Linked DNA regions of Sus scrofa: region 1 is linked to region 2. The links are chromatin contacts, called in public Hi-C maps. All regions are on one chromosome and are shown on one strand. The core of a region is the stretch at or near the end of the contact, and the rest is flanking DNA. Distances in the headings are between cores, read along the strand shown.

The links. Hi-C and Micro-C count contacts between places; a contact is called where the count stands out from the background.
Region 1: a Hi-C map of liver shows a contact between it and region 2, with 2.7 times the contacts expected there. The contact joins the enhancer-like site here to the promoter of RNF111 in region 2. A contact is called at or near these places in 1 of 5 promoter capture datasets (liver), 3 of 47 Hi-C or Micro-C datasets (embryonic fibroblasts, liver and skeletal muscle) and 1 of 2 datasets of contacts at active chromatin or transcription factors (alveolar macrophages).

What each region holds. Positions count from the first base shown.
Region 1 is chr1:112,965,985-112,972,296 of Sscrofa11.1, forward strand. RNF111 (E3 ubiquitin-protein ligase Arkadia) reads right to left here. Exons shown (of 14, transcript XM_013992925.2): 11 at 2,896-2,988; 12 at 1,564-1,659; 13 at 199-326. Among named protein-coding and RNA genes, the nearest start is that of CCNB2, 27 kb to the left of the region's middle. Within about 2 kb of position 3,642, at least 1 of the 83 cell types and tissues checked has an H3K27ac peak or open chromatin away from gene starts, as enhancers often do. A contact at or near this core is called in liver, where this site is marked.
Region 2 is chr1:113,058,014-113,064,029 of Sscrofa11.1, forward strand. RNF111 (E3 ubiquitin-protein ligase Arkadia) reads right to left here and starts at 1,593. Exons shown (of 14, transcript XM_013992925.2): 1 at 1,193-1,593.

The DNA of each region.
Region 1 (6,312 bases), core at 2,392-4,891, 90 kb before region 2:
TGAGAACTACACCACAGCTGTGGCAACACTGGATCCTTAACCTGCTTTACTGGGCCAGGGATCAAACCAGCACCTCCACAGAGACAAGCCAGATCAGTAACCCATGGTACCACAGTGGGAACTCCCTCTGGTCTACTTCCAAAGAAACTCCCTTTTCCAGTTTCCACAATGGGTTTTAGATAATTAATGTCTAATTACCTCACATCTTCACCTTCCTCTAAAATAGACAAACAGATAGTACATTTTTCCTCTGTGTCTTCCTCAGTCCCTTCTTCCCCATCTTGTTTGCAGTGCAGTTTCCTCTGTGAGAACCAATCAGTTGTTACCTTATTAGTAGAGACGACATTATTGAATAACTGAGTAAAAGCTGTATTTATTTGAAAAGCAATACAAAACAAACCCACACATTCACCCACAACTTATTTCCCAAGTACAACTGTCATGAATTAATGGATGAATTAAGTGGCTATCATCAACTAAGTGTTCTTGTAAGACCCTTAAATTATCAACAGCAAAAGTAAAATTGAAAACAACAAACTCATTAGTTCAAAATTTATCATTTTTAATACATATTTAGGATAATATATACATTTTTGTTCTATCAGGAGCACAGCCAAATGAATATTACTTTAACAAGGAACACTTCAAAGAACAATAAAAAAATTAATGCTAATTATGGCATTTAGCTTAAATAACTGAAAGGCCTTAAATGTAATGGTGACACCTCATTAACAGACACATATTAATGAAAAATACAATGAACAGCAATGTGCACACTTTCTTAGTCTCTGTAGCATAGAACATTGTTGTTTGTTGAAAGAAACTTATTTATTTAAAGTGTCTACTCCGTAACTTCCAGATGTAATAATACTAATAAGCAGTGTAAGGGTAGAAAACAATAAATACAAGCTAATTAAATGTCCATCCAAATAACTGGCTAATTAAACTATGGTACTGCTATATGATGGAATACTGTTTAAGCTATTAAAAAGAATGTATGTCATCTGTGGGTGTTGATATAGAATGAAAATGTCCAAGACTGTGTGCATATTATCCCCTTTACATTATTTTTGAAAGTGGAAGAAAAAAATATACACATGCACATTGTTATAAATGCATAAAAGAATGTGGAAGATTACCTAAGAAATCTTTAACCATGATTTTTCTTCTGGGAAGGAAAACCAGGGTCAGTAAGGTAAGATACTTCAGAGTGTATATTTTTATAGTTTCACTTTTTAAAAACCATTTATTTGCATGTATTTTTTTTGTTTTTTTAAATTATTTTTACTTAAAAAATTTTTAATTAATTAACTTTTTTGGCCACACCCACAGCATGTGGAAGGTTCCTGGGCAAGGGATCGAACCTGTTCCACAGCAGTGACCCCGGCTGCTGCAATGATAATGCCAGGTTCTTAACCTGCTGTGCCACAAGGGAACTCTGCATGTATTGTTTTAATAATAAAAAATCTAGTTGCCAGACTCCATAAACTCAAAGAAAGTCCACAATATTAAATGTTATGTGCTTCAATAATAATGTAGATATTTCACAGAATAAATCCTTACCTTTTTGTATTTATGTGGATATGTACATCTTTCAATTGTCCCCTGGGATGCTCCACGATTAACATTTCCTAATCTTTCTTCCAAATGAATAAGTTCCTGAAGGTGAAGAAAAACTGGTATGAAAAGCCAGGACATTTATCCCTTGAATACCACTGTCAGCATTGTAAAAACAACAAAGTTCCATATTTATAAGTAGAGTATTCAAAAAGCCATATATGGTAAGGCAAATGGTTATGCTCTCCTTAGAGATTAGGACAACATATTATCACACATGTCCTATACAAGTCAGTAAGCATGAATGCATGCAGAAGATGAAGTCATTGTAGCATGATAGGGAAACAAACAAGTTGTAAGTCCCAGTGACTCCAACAACAAGAAGAAACAGAACTTTATATCATAGTCAAATGACTTATTCTTCCAGAAACAAGATATTTAGCTACAAATTAAAGTTCTTTTTCTACAGCAATGCTTCTCTAAAAATTAAGCTTAAACAAAAAGTATTTAGCACTGATTGTAGTAGGAAAATACTGGAAAAACCTAAATTTTTTCTAGGATAATGGTTAAATAAATTATCTTAATCCATGTAGCAGAATATCAGAGCTATAGGAAATAATAAATAAAAAATTTGATATATTCCAAGGATAAATTTATATAAAAAGTTACTGCCCAATTCTAATGTATTACAAGCAACACATGGATTCAATAAAGCAAGTAAGTCTATTGCATTTATTAAAAAAAAAAGCTATTATGGTGTTTCTCCCACATTTAATGGAATGGTTCTTTATCTGATGTATATATTAATTTAATAAATTTCTATAGTCTTCTATATTAGATAATTTCATTTACTCTTTTAATACTTGGGTAATTTTTTTTTTCTTTTTTCTTTTTTAGGGCCACAATAGTGGCACACGGAACTTCCCAGGCTGGGGGTCGAATTGGAGCTACAGCTACTGGCCTACACCACAGCCATAACAACTCGGGATCATTGCCTCATCTGCAACGTACACCACAGCTCACGGCAATGCCAGATCCCTGATCCACTGAGTGAGGCCAGGGATCAAATCCGCATTCTCATGGATATTTGTTGGATTTGTTTCTGTTGCACCACAATGGGAACTCCTAATACTTGGGTAATTTTTGACACCTGGATATTACTTACAAACCTTTCTATAATAATCCCTAGAAGCAATATCAGAAATTAAGACATTTTACTGCTTTCTGATCCCAGCCACTGCAGTAACTCTATATGGTTGTACATATTAATAATATATATATTCTCCCTCTGCATTAAAGACACTGCAGCAAATATTTTCATTAATTTTATTATTATACCTCAAAATTGCCCCTGAAGGGACCTCTGAATGATGTTCCATCCAAACCTGATGAAATATAACGAATGTGAGGATAGCCTGCCATGTCAGGAACCTGTTAATTAAAAACAGAATAGGCTAAATCAATTGAGAATAGGCTCAAGTTTTACAGTTACCACTGAATAATTCACTCAATTTTCTCCATCCACCTACTCACAAAAATCAACTTCAATAAGTACACATAACTCCAAAAAAAAAAGCATTCTGTAACAGTTAGGTTCCTCTTCAAAAATAATCTTTTATAACTCTTAAACTATAATCAAAAGGAAAAAAAAGGGAAGAGCTGTTCCACAAGATAACAATTTTCTTCTACCTGATTTATTTTGCACAAAGATTCTTAAGTAGAAAATACTCAAACCTAAGACTGAGGCTCTTAACAGCCTGAATGTATAAAGAGTAAAACTTTCCTAAGCTCTAATCAATTTCAGAGAGCTTTATTGAACAGTGTTAAGAAACAGAAATGCACAAAATTTTCTAACAAAACTTAACTTCAAGATACAAATTTTATTTTCCTTTTTCTAACTCCCTAAGAGCTAAAGGTACCCTTGGCTCCTTTTTTCGGTTTTGTTCCGTTAGTAAAAGTTTTAACAGTTTCCTAATTTTTTTGTTAGTCAATCCTCATTATTCATGGATTTCTTGTGAATTCACCTACTTGGCACAATTTATTTGCAACTCCAAAATCAACAGTTGTGCTGTCATGGTCATTCATCGATCTGCATTGCGCAGCAAATTTTGAGTTAGCTGATAACATGTGTTCCAGCTGAGGCAGAACAAGACCCAGTCCACTTGTTTCAGTTCTTATATTGTAAACAAGTATCTTTTTTGTAGTCTATTTAGTGCCACGTCTTCCACATTTTTATGTTTTATAGGTGATATTTTTGTTTGTTTAAAATGGCCCCCAAACATAATGGATAAGTGCTGGCTAGTGTTCCTAAATGCAGAAAGGCTATGATGTTCCATATGGAGAAAATATATGCAGATAAGCTTCATTCAGACATGAGTTACGGTGTTGCAGGCCATGAGTTCAAAGTTAATGAATCAACAATATATATCAAATAAGGTGTCCCTAAATAGAAAACACATTAAAATAAGGTTATGCATTGATTGGTTGTTGTAATCAGAGACTTGCAATAAGCTAGGGCTGTATTTACCTTAGGAATAACGCTTTAACATTCATTTAGTTAGTGTTTGCAGCAACTTTACAGAACGGAAATACCATGAATAACAAGAGTTGCGGATAGTGTTTAGAAAAGGAAGATTCTGAGACTGAGCACTATTCTTCCATCTTTAGAAATAAATCGCCAAAATTATTTTTTAATCAGCTTCCACTGAATCACAACATACTGCTAGCAGGCTTTACAGCTTTAAAAGATAATCCACACATGGAAAAGAATTTAAAATAAGCAATAACTTTTATCCTCCAAATAACCTATTATTTAAATGTCTGTACCTTTCCTTACAATCAAGATCAACATTATCCAGCTTTAAGAAGATAATCTTGGAGTTCCTGTTGTGGCGTAGTGGAAACAAATTCGACTAGTAACCATAAGGTTTCAGGTTTGATCCCTGGCCTCACTCAGTGGGTTAAGGATCCAGTGTTGCCATGAGCTGTGGTGTAGGTTGCAGACGTGGCTCGGATCCTGTCTTGCTTTGGCTGTGGCATAGGCAGCTGTAGCTCCGATTGACTCCTAGCCTGGGAACCTCCATATGCCGTGGGTGCAGGCTTGGAAAGCAAAAAAAAAAAGAGCAAAAAAATAAAAAGAAGATAATCTAGGGGAGTTCCCATCATCAGTAGTAACGAACCTGACTAGAATCCATGAAGATGCAGGTTCAATCACTGGCCTTGTTCAGTGGATTAAGGCTCTGGCATTGCTGTGGCTGTGGTATAGGCCAGCCCCCACAGCCTGGGAATTTCCATATACCACAGGTGTGGCCCTAAAAAGAAAAACAAAACAAAAAAAAGAGAAGAAGATAATCTAACTTCCTACATATCTCCAAGGAAAATGAAAACATAAAAACTCCTGCCCCCCCCCCCCCAAATTATTTAAATCTGGACTTATCCTGTAACCCTATCTAGTATTTTTTTATCTAGCTTTTATGGATAAGCTTCCTCTTTCTCCTATTCAAGGGTAAGCTCTACCACCTGCTTTCCTCTTTCCCTCTTTTTCTGTTTCCCCACCCTGGGTCATCCTTAATTAACTGCTACCCAACCCTCTCCTCTATATCTTCAAATAAGTCCTCGCTGATGTTAATGTTGTTCTGTCTTAAACCTGAAATTACCTTCAAGTTTCTCCAAGTCCAAATTCTCTCTCTAGTGCTTAAACATGTGCCAACCCCATTTCCCGCTTTCTTTCCTTTCACAGACCAGTTTATAAAGCAAGTAGTTTATACTCACTGTCTCTACATTTTCATCTTCCTCTTTTTTTTTTTTTTGGTCCTACCCACAGCATTTGGAAGTTTCTGTTCCAGGGATCAAATCCACACCAGAGCAGTGACCCTATCTGCTGCAGTGACGATGCCAGATCCTTAACCTGTTAGGCCACCAGGAGACTCCTCACCTTCCTTACCATAATCTAAGAGGTACCCTGTCTCCATCTGGCACCATTACTGACGTCACTGACAAAAGCCACCAATAACCACTCCAACGCCAGATGCATTCAACATTTTTCAAACTATTTTTTTGTGATGAAATGCTACTGACATTATTATTTTGACATTATTCTAACTTTATTTCTCAACTTCTCTAGTCAGTTCCAGGAATCCTTTGTTTAAGGTACAATATTATCATTTAAAAATCGAAATATTTTTCTTTTCTTTTTTTAAAAATTACTCAATGAATTTTATTACATTTATAGTTGTACAACGATCATCACAACCAAATTTTATAGCATTTCCTCTCCAAGGTTTTTTTCAATCTCTTGTCAGTCTGCACATTTTTCCTGGAAATCTAATCCTCTTCTATGAATTCATATATTATGACAGTTATGTGACACATACAACTTACTTATTGACAGATCACAACCTATTTTTAACTCAGTTACCAGTTGACTGTTTGGAGATCCAGATCATAAACTTAACTTCCTACTAGACATTCCACCTCGATACACACAATTATCTCAGATTTTACATGTCCCTTTTCTAAACCCTCATCTAATATTCTCCAATTTAGTGAATGGCAACACCATACACTTAATACCCAAAGCTAGAAATGTGGGAAATCATCATAAATATTACTCAAAGGTATCCCATCATTTTTATGTCAGTTGCCATTGTCTCTCTCAGGCATTCACTAACTTTTATCTCTTCTACTATTAGCTCTAACTAGTATCCTTCCTCCTGCCCTGAAATCTGTTTTTCACACAACCAAAGAGGGGGTCTA
Region 2 (6,016 bases), core at 343-2,842:
ACGGTGTACATTGACATGAAGATTTTTACTAAATAAAACAAAGTAACAAAATGTCAAAATGTAGATGTCACCCTAACAAAGATAAGCAAAAACAGTATTATAGAGCTTCTATGTAATATCGAAATCGCATTCTAACATTTGAAAGCAATGACACAAAAAACAAAAATGGGAAAGGAAGTAGAACCTTAGCTTATCTTTTCCACAGTCTGTTCTTTTCGGCTGAAGGGGTCTCCAAAACAAGAACATTAAACATAAAACTTCAAATGAAATAAAGTCTAGATTAAGTCAAACTTTAAAAAGCTATAAGAACTATAAAATGAAGTCTATGTCAGCTGGCATCTTACTACCCCAAAGAGTTCTAAATTCATACTGTAGAGAAATCAAGAAACAGGAAAGCATGCAATACAATGGAGTCACCCCACACTACAAACATGAACAAATTAAAAGAATACCCTATACTTCCTGGTATTTTTTAAATGTTAGACTTGCTGAAACTAAAACAATTTTGTAAATTAATCCTTCTTCGATTTTTACAAGAGGATTATTTAAAAAAAAAAAAAGACTTGCGTTAAACTTATCTACTATAACTTACGAACTACGGTGACAAACCTCCATTTTTTCAGCACGGAAGAAATATTTCCACTACAGCACTGTCACTGACTCTGATAATTATCTAAGGTCAAAACTGAAAATATCAATCTTCTTTTAAAGAGCAACAAGCCAACTCTATACAAAATCTGACGCGTCTGTATTTCTGCTGTTCCGCGGTCTACGTTTCCTTGATCAGAGAAGAAGGCAACTCCCTAACCGTCAGGGCTGACTTAGCGCCCCCCAACACCCCGGGTGCGGGTTACCTCCGTCACTCCATTGTCAAATCGCACTCCCACGCTCAGTCCTCAGCCCCCGTCCTAAGACTCCAGGGAAGTCGAAAAAGGGAAAGAAATCCCCTCACCCACAGTCCCTTTCTGAGAAGTGTGGGTGTGTCGGTAGACGAATGCTTTGCTCAAACACAATCAGATCTTCTGCGGACACCCAGACCCTAAGTCACTATGGAGCCAGCAATAACCGGCCGGTCGCCGACCCTAGCCTGCCTCGGCCGCAGCCCTTCCTCTTTCTCCCCTCCAGTCCGGCCCCTCCCCCGTTGCGCGCACGCGCGGCCTCCAATCGATCCCCTCCCCCCCGGCCCCCTCACCTTAATCATTAGCTACCCTCTTCCCAGGCTCCGGGAATCACTGGCCCAGGAAGGAAGACAGAAGATGTAAGGGGGGAAGAGGATGCGTCGAGAACCAGTGATCTGCGCCTCAGCTGTTGGCCTAATAGGCCCCTACAGTCAAGAGCAATGTCTGTCACCGCCACCAAAACTGTACGAGCGGCAGCGGCTGGTTCGGCCCAGCTGACCCGGCTTGGGTTCAGAATGCCTAATTTGGTCCCACAGGAACTCCTTCCGCGAAGCTGCGGGCTCTTCTATGCTGCCCAGACCGAACACCTCGCCACCGTCGCCGCCACTGCTGCCGCTCTCCGGCCACCGCCGCCGCCGCCGCCTAACCAATCCCTCCTCTCCCGAGCAAGCACGACACTCGGGGGCTTTACGACAGTTCGCAAAGTAAGAGCGCAGCAGCCTTCAAGCCTCTATTAACATCTGTTTGTTTCTGCGCTTGCTCAGATTCTAGTTTCTCACCGTCCCGCCCCCTCTTTCCTGGCCCTCCCCCTTTGTACTCGCTTTAACATTTAGTGGGCGAAACCTAACGATGTCATAAAGCTCATTATTTTATTTTTCATGGTGAAACATGTCAGTATTTAGGCAAAATACTGACTACATCTTGGCTGATTTTTTCATAACGAAAAGTTAACAACTAACCGAAGGTTTATTGACTATACTTAACTTACAGTTGAACAAAAACATAATTCTTTAGTGTCTTTCACAGCAAATGATACTCAAATCATACTTGCCATCATAAAGATCCTGGTACTTCACCGTTAAGATGAATTTACTTCCGTAATCAGATCAAAAGTAGTAGTAAATGTCCTGGGAACTAACCGTACATATGCCTTTTAAGTATTTTATAAAAATCAGTAGTTAGCAAATGTTTCATTATGTGCATTAGAAGGATGTAGGGAAAGAGGATGTAGGCTTTGGAATCAGATTTCCTTCCAAATCCCACTGATACCAATTAACAGCTGTCTAATTGATTACAGACTTTTGTAAATATTTCCAAAGGAAAGGAAGGAAGGAAGAGAGGGTGGGAGGGACGGGAGGAAGAAAAGAAAGAAAATATCAATTATACTTCAATTTTTAAAAAATGAGGGTTTCCCGTTGTGGCTCAGCGGTAGCGAATCCGGCTGGTGTGGGTGTGGGTCCCTTGCCCCGCTCAGTGGGTTAAAGATCCAGGGTTGTGGGGAACTGCGGTGTAGCTCACAGACAGGACTCAGGATCTATGTGGCTGTGGCCGGCAGCTGCAGCTCTGATTAGACCCCTAGCCTGAGAACTTCCATATGCCCAAGGTGCCTGCTGCCCTTAAAAAAAAGAAAAAAGAAAGAAAGAAAGAAAAAAGTCTAAATCAAAAAAAACTTCAGTTTTGTTCTCTAAAAACTAAGGTAATATCATTTACCTCAAAGGGTTCTTGTGAGATTAAAAGAGTTCATGTAATGCTTCAAACATTACTTACCAATTAAGTTTTCAATAAACATTGATTCCTTTCTTTTGTCATCAACTTATCTTTCTCAATACCCCTTCCTTTGTCTATATTCTCCATATTGTTAAATGAAGAAAATATTTTAAAATAATAATGTTAATAAACAAGAAAGGGTAACAGGTTTTGTAGGTTAACCAGAAAAATATTGAACCAGGATTTTATTTCAACCCTCATACTTTCTCACTCTAAATATAAAATTCTCCCTCATCCTATCTACTGCCATGGTTTTAACTATTATTGACTCATGACTCTCAAAGTCATGTATTTCCAGACCTAACGGTTACTCTAAAGTTCTTCAATAAGGTAAATACTGACCACATGTAGGTGTTGAGCATTAAAATGTGGCTAGTACAAATTGAGAAGAGCTGTAAGTGAAATTTATACATCTAATTTCAAAGATGCAATATAAAAAATTGTAAAAATCTCAATTTTTTTGTCTTTTTTTTGTTGTTGTTGTTGTTATTGTTGCTATTTCTTGGGCCGCTCCCGCGGCATATGGAGGTTCCCAGGCTAGGGGTTGAATCAGAGCTGTAGCCACCGGCCTACGCCAGAGCCACAGCAACGCGGGATCCAAGCCGCGTCTGCAACCTACACCACAGCTCACGGCAACGCCGGATCGTTAACCCACTAAGCAAGGGCAGGGATCGAACCCACAACCTCATGGTTCCTAGTCGGATTCGTTAACCACTGCGCCACGACGGGAACTCCAAAAATCTCAAATTTTTAATGTTGATTACATGTCCAAATAATGTTTTTGGCTATATTGGATTAAATCAGTGGTTCTCAAGCAGGAGTGATTTGGTACCCTCTCCTCCCCAAGGGACATTTAATAATATTTAGAGATATTTTTGGTTGTTACAACTTTTGGGGGTTGGGACTGGGGTGGCTACTGGAAATTACTAACAAGATGCCAGGGATGGTGCTAAACATCCTACAATTCACAGGATATCCCTACCCAACAAAACTTCTCTAGTCCAAACGTTACTAGTGCAGCTGAGAAATCCAAAGTTAAGTATACTACTAAAGTTAATTTGACCTATTTCTTTCACTTTTTAAAATATGACTACTAGAAAATTTTAAATTACATTTGTAATTCGTATTTCTATTGGACAGTGCTACTGGGATCTAGACCCATATGGCTATTTACTGGATATGTCTTTTCCACTTTAATGTCCCACAGGCACTTCTAACACATCATGTCCAACATAAGTAAGTAAATGTACATACATGGTTTTTAGACTGCGTTCATTGCAGTCTTTCCTGCTCAGTCAGTAGGACCAAGTCATCTATCTAAGAACAAGATAGTCATCTTTAAAACTCTCTTCCTCACTCCCTACCTCTCATCAGTCAATAGCTCCTTCCAATTCTGCCAGTGAAATATCTCAAATGTCAAAAATTGACCCATTCCACTCTGTACTTTGCACCATTCCGGGTCTTTCATATATTTGGTACTATTCATTTGTTTAATAAACATTCATTAAGTACTTACTATGTGCTAGACATTGTGCTAGGCACTGTGGACACTAGATACATAACCACTGCCTTACTTGAAGTGTTTTCCAAGACCAGAAAGCAAAGCCATTATTTACATTGTAATGTGGAAGAAATAGAATGGCATGCTCATGCTCTGCAAACACAAAATGAAACACCAAAAGAAGGTGATGTTTGTTTGTTTATTTATTTATTTATTTATTTATTTTTGCTTTTTAAGGCCGCACCTGCAGCACATGTAGGTTCCCAGGCTAGTGATCAAATCGCAGCTGTAGCCACTGGCCTTCACCACAGCCACAGCAACATAAGATCCGAGTGGCATCTGTGAACTGCACCACAGCTCACTGCAACACCGGATCCTTAACCAACTGAGCAAGGCCAGGGGTAGAACCTGCGTCCTCATGGATGCTAGTCAGATTCATTAACCACTGAGTCCCGACAGGAACTCTGAGAAGGTAATGTTTAAACTAAAATTTTGCAACATGGATGAAGACAGATAAATAAAACAGATAGAGAAGACACTGCAGATGGAAAGATCAGCACATGCTAAGCTACAGAATCCTCTAGTTGAAACAGCATGAAGCAAATCATTTACTAGGATCTACTGAATGTATCATTTAGGGAAACTATCAAGAGATGAAAGAGGAGAAGTAGATAGAAATGGGTTAAGTAAGATTGCTTTTTGCTAGGATAAGGAATTTGAACTATTTTATACTTAAAACCATGGGAAGCCATTGAAGGAAATCAATCGAGGAATAATTATCAGATTTGACTTAGAGACAATTATGTAGGCAGAGTAGAAAACAGTGTGGAGAACGGCAAGAGTAGAGGGGTCAATCAGTTGGAATTATAGATAGAGTGATGAGGGCAGTAGAAATGAGAATGAGAAGGAGGGGACAGACACAAAATACAAAAAAGATTGAATAGCTGTGTGGGCATAGGAGGTGAAGGATAGTCTCAGAGGCTTCCAGATCTAGGGTATGTGGTTGGGTAGTGGTGCCATTCAAGAAAGATACAGGCTTGAAAAACAACTTTGAGGGTTGGGACTTTTAATTACAGTCATTGAGCAAAAGAAAATTATTACTTCTTTATCAGACAGGTTGAGTTTGAGATGTCTAACATTTACTCAAAGTGAGATTCCAGTAAGTTGTTGGATATAGGTGTCTGAAGCTTAGGAAAAGGGTCTGGGCTGAAGACAGAGATTTTAACTCATATGTATTTTTTTTCCATCATTTTAAGGCCTTATCCCCCTCCCCAACTGCCCCCGCAGACAGAAGTTCCCCTAAGGGTCAAATTGCAGCTGCAGCTGCTGTCCCACACCACATCCCCAGCAATATGGGATTCCAGCCACAACTGTGACCTGTACAGCAGCTTGCGGCCATGCCAAATCCTTTAACCCCCTGAGCAGGGCCACAGATCGAACCCACTTCCTCATGAGTGCAAGTTAGATTCTTTTTTTTTTTTTTTTTTTTTTTTTTTTTTTGTCTTTTGTCTTTTTTAGGGCTGTACGTGCGGCGTATGGAGGTTCCCAGGCTAGCAGACGAATAGGAGTTGCAGTTACCAGCCTACACCACAGCCACAGCAATGCCAGATCCAAGCCATGTCTGTGACCTACACCACAGCTCAGGGTAATGCCAGATCCTTAACCCACTGGGTAAGACCAGGGATTGAACCCGTGTACTTGTGGATACTAGTTGGGTTCATTAACACTGAGCCATGACAGGAACTCCCTAGTTAGAATCTTAATCTGCTGAGCCTCGATGGGAACTTCCTGAACTCTTATGTATATGAGTGAGATGTGATAGCAAAAACAGTAATTCTAATGAGATCAG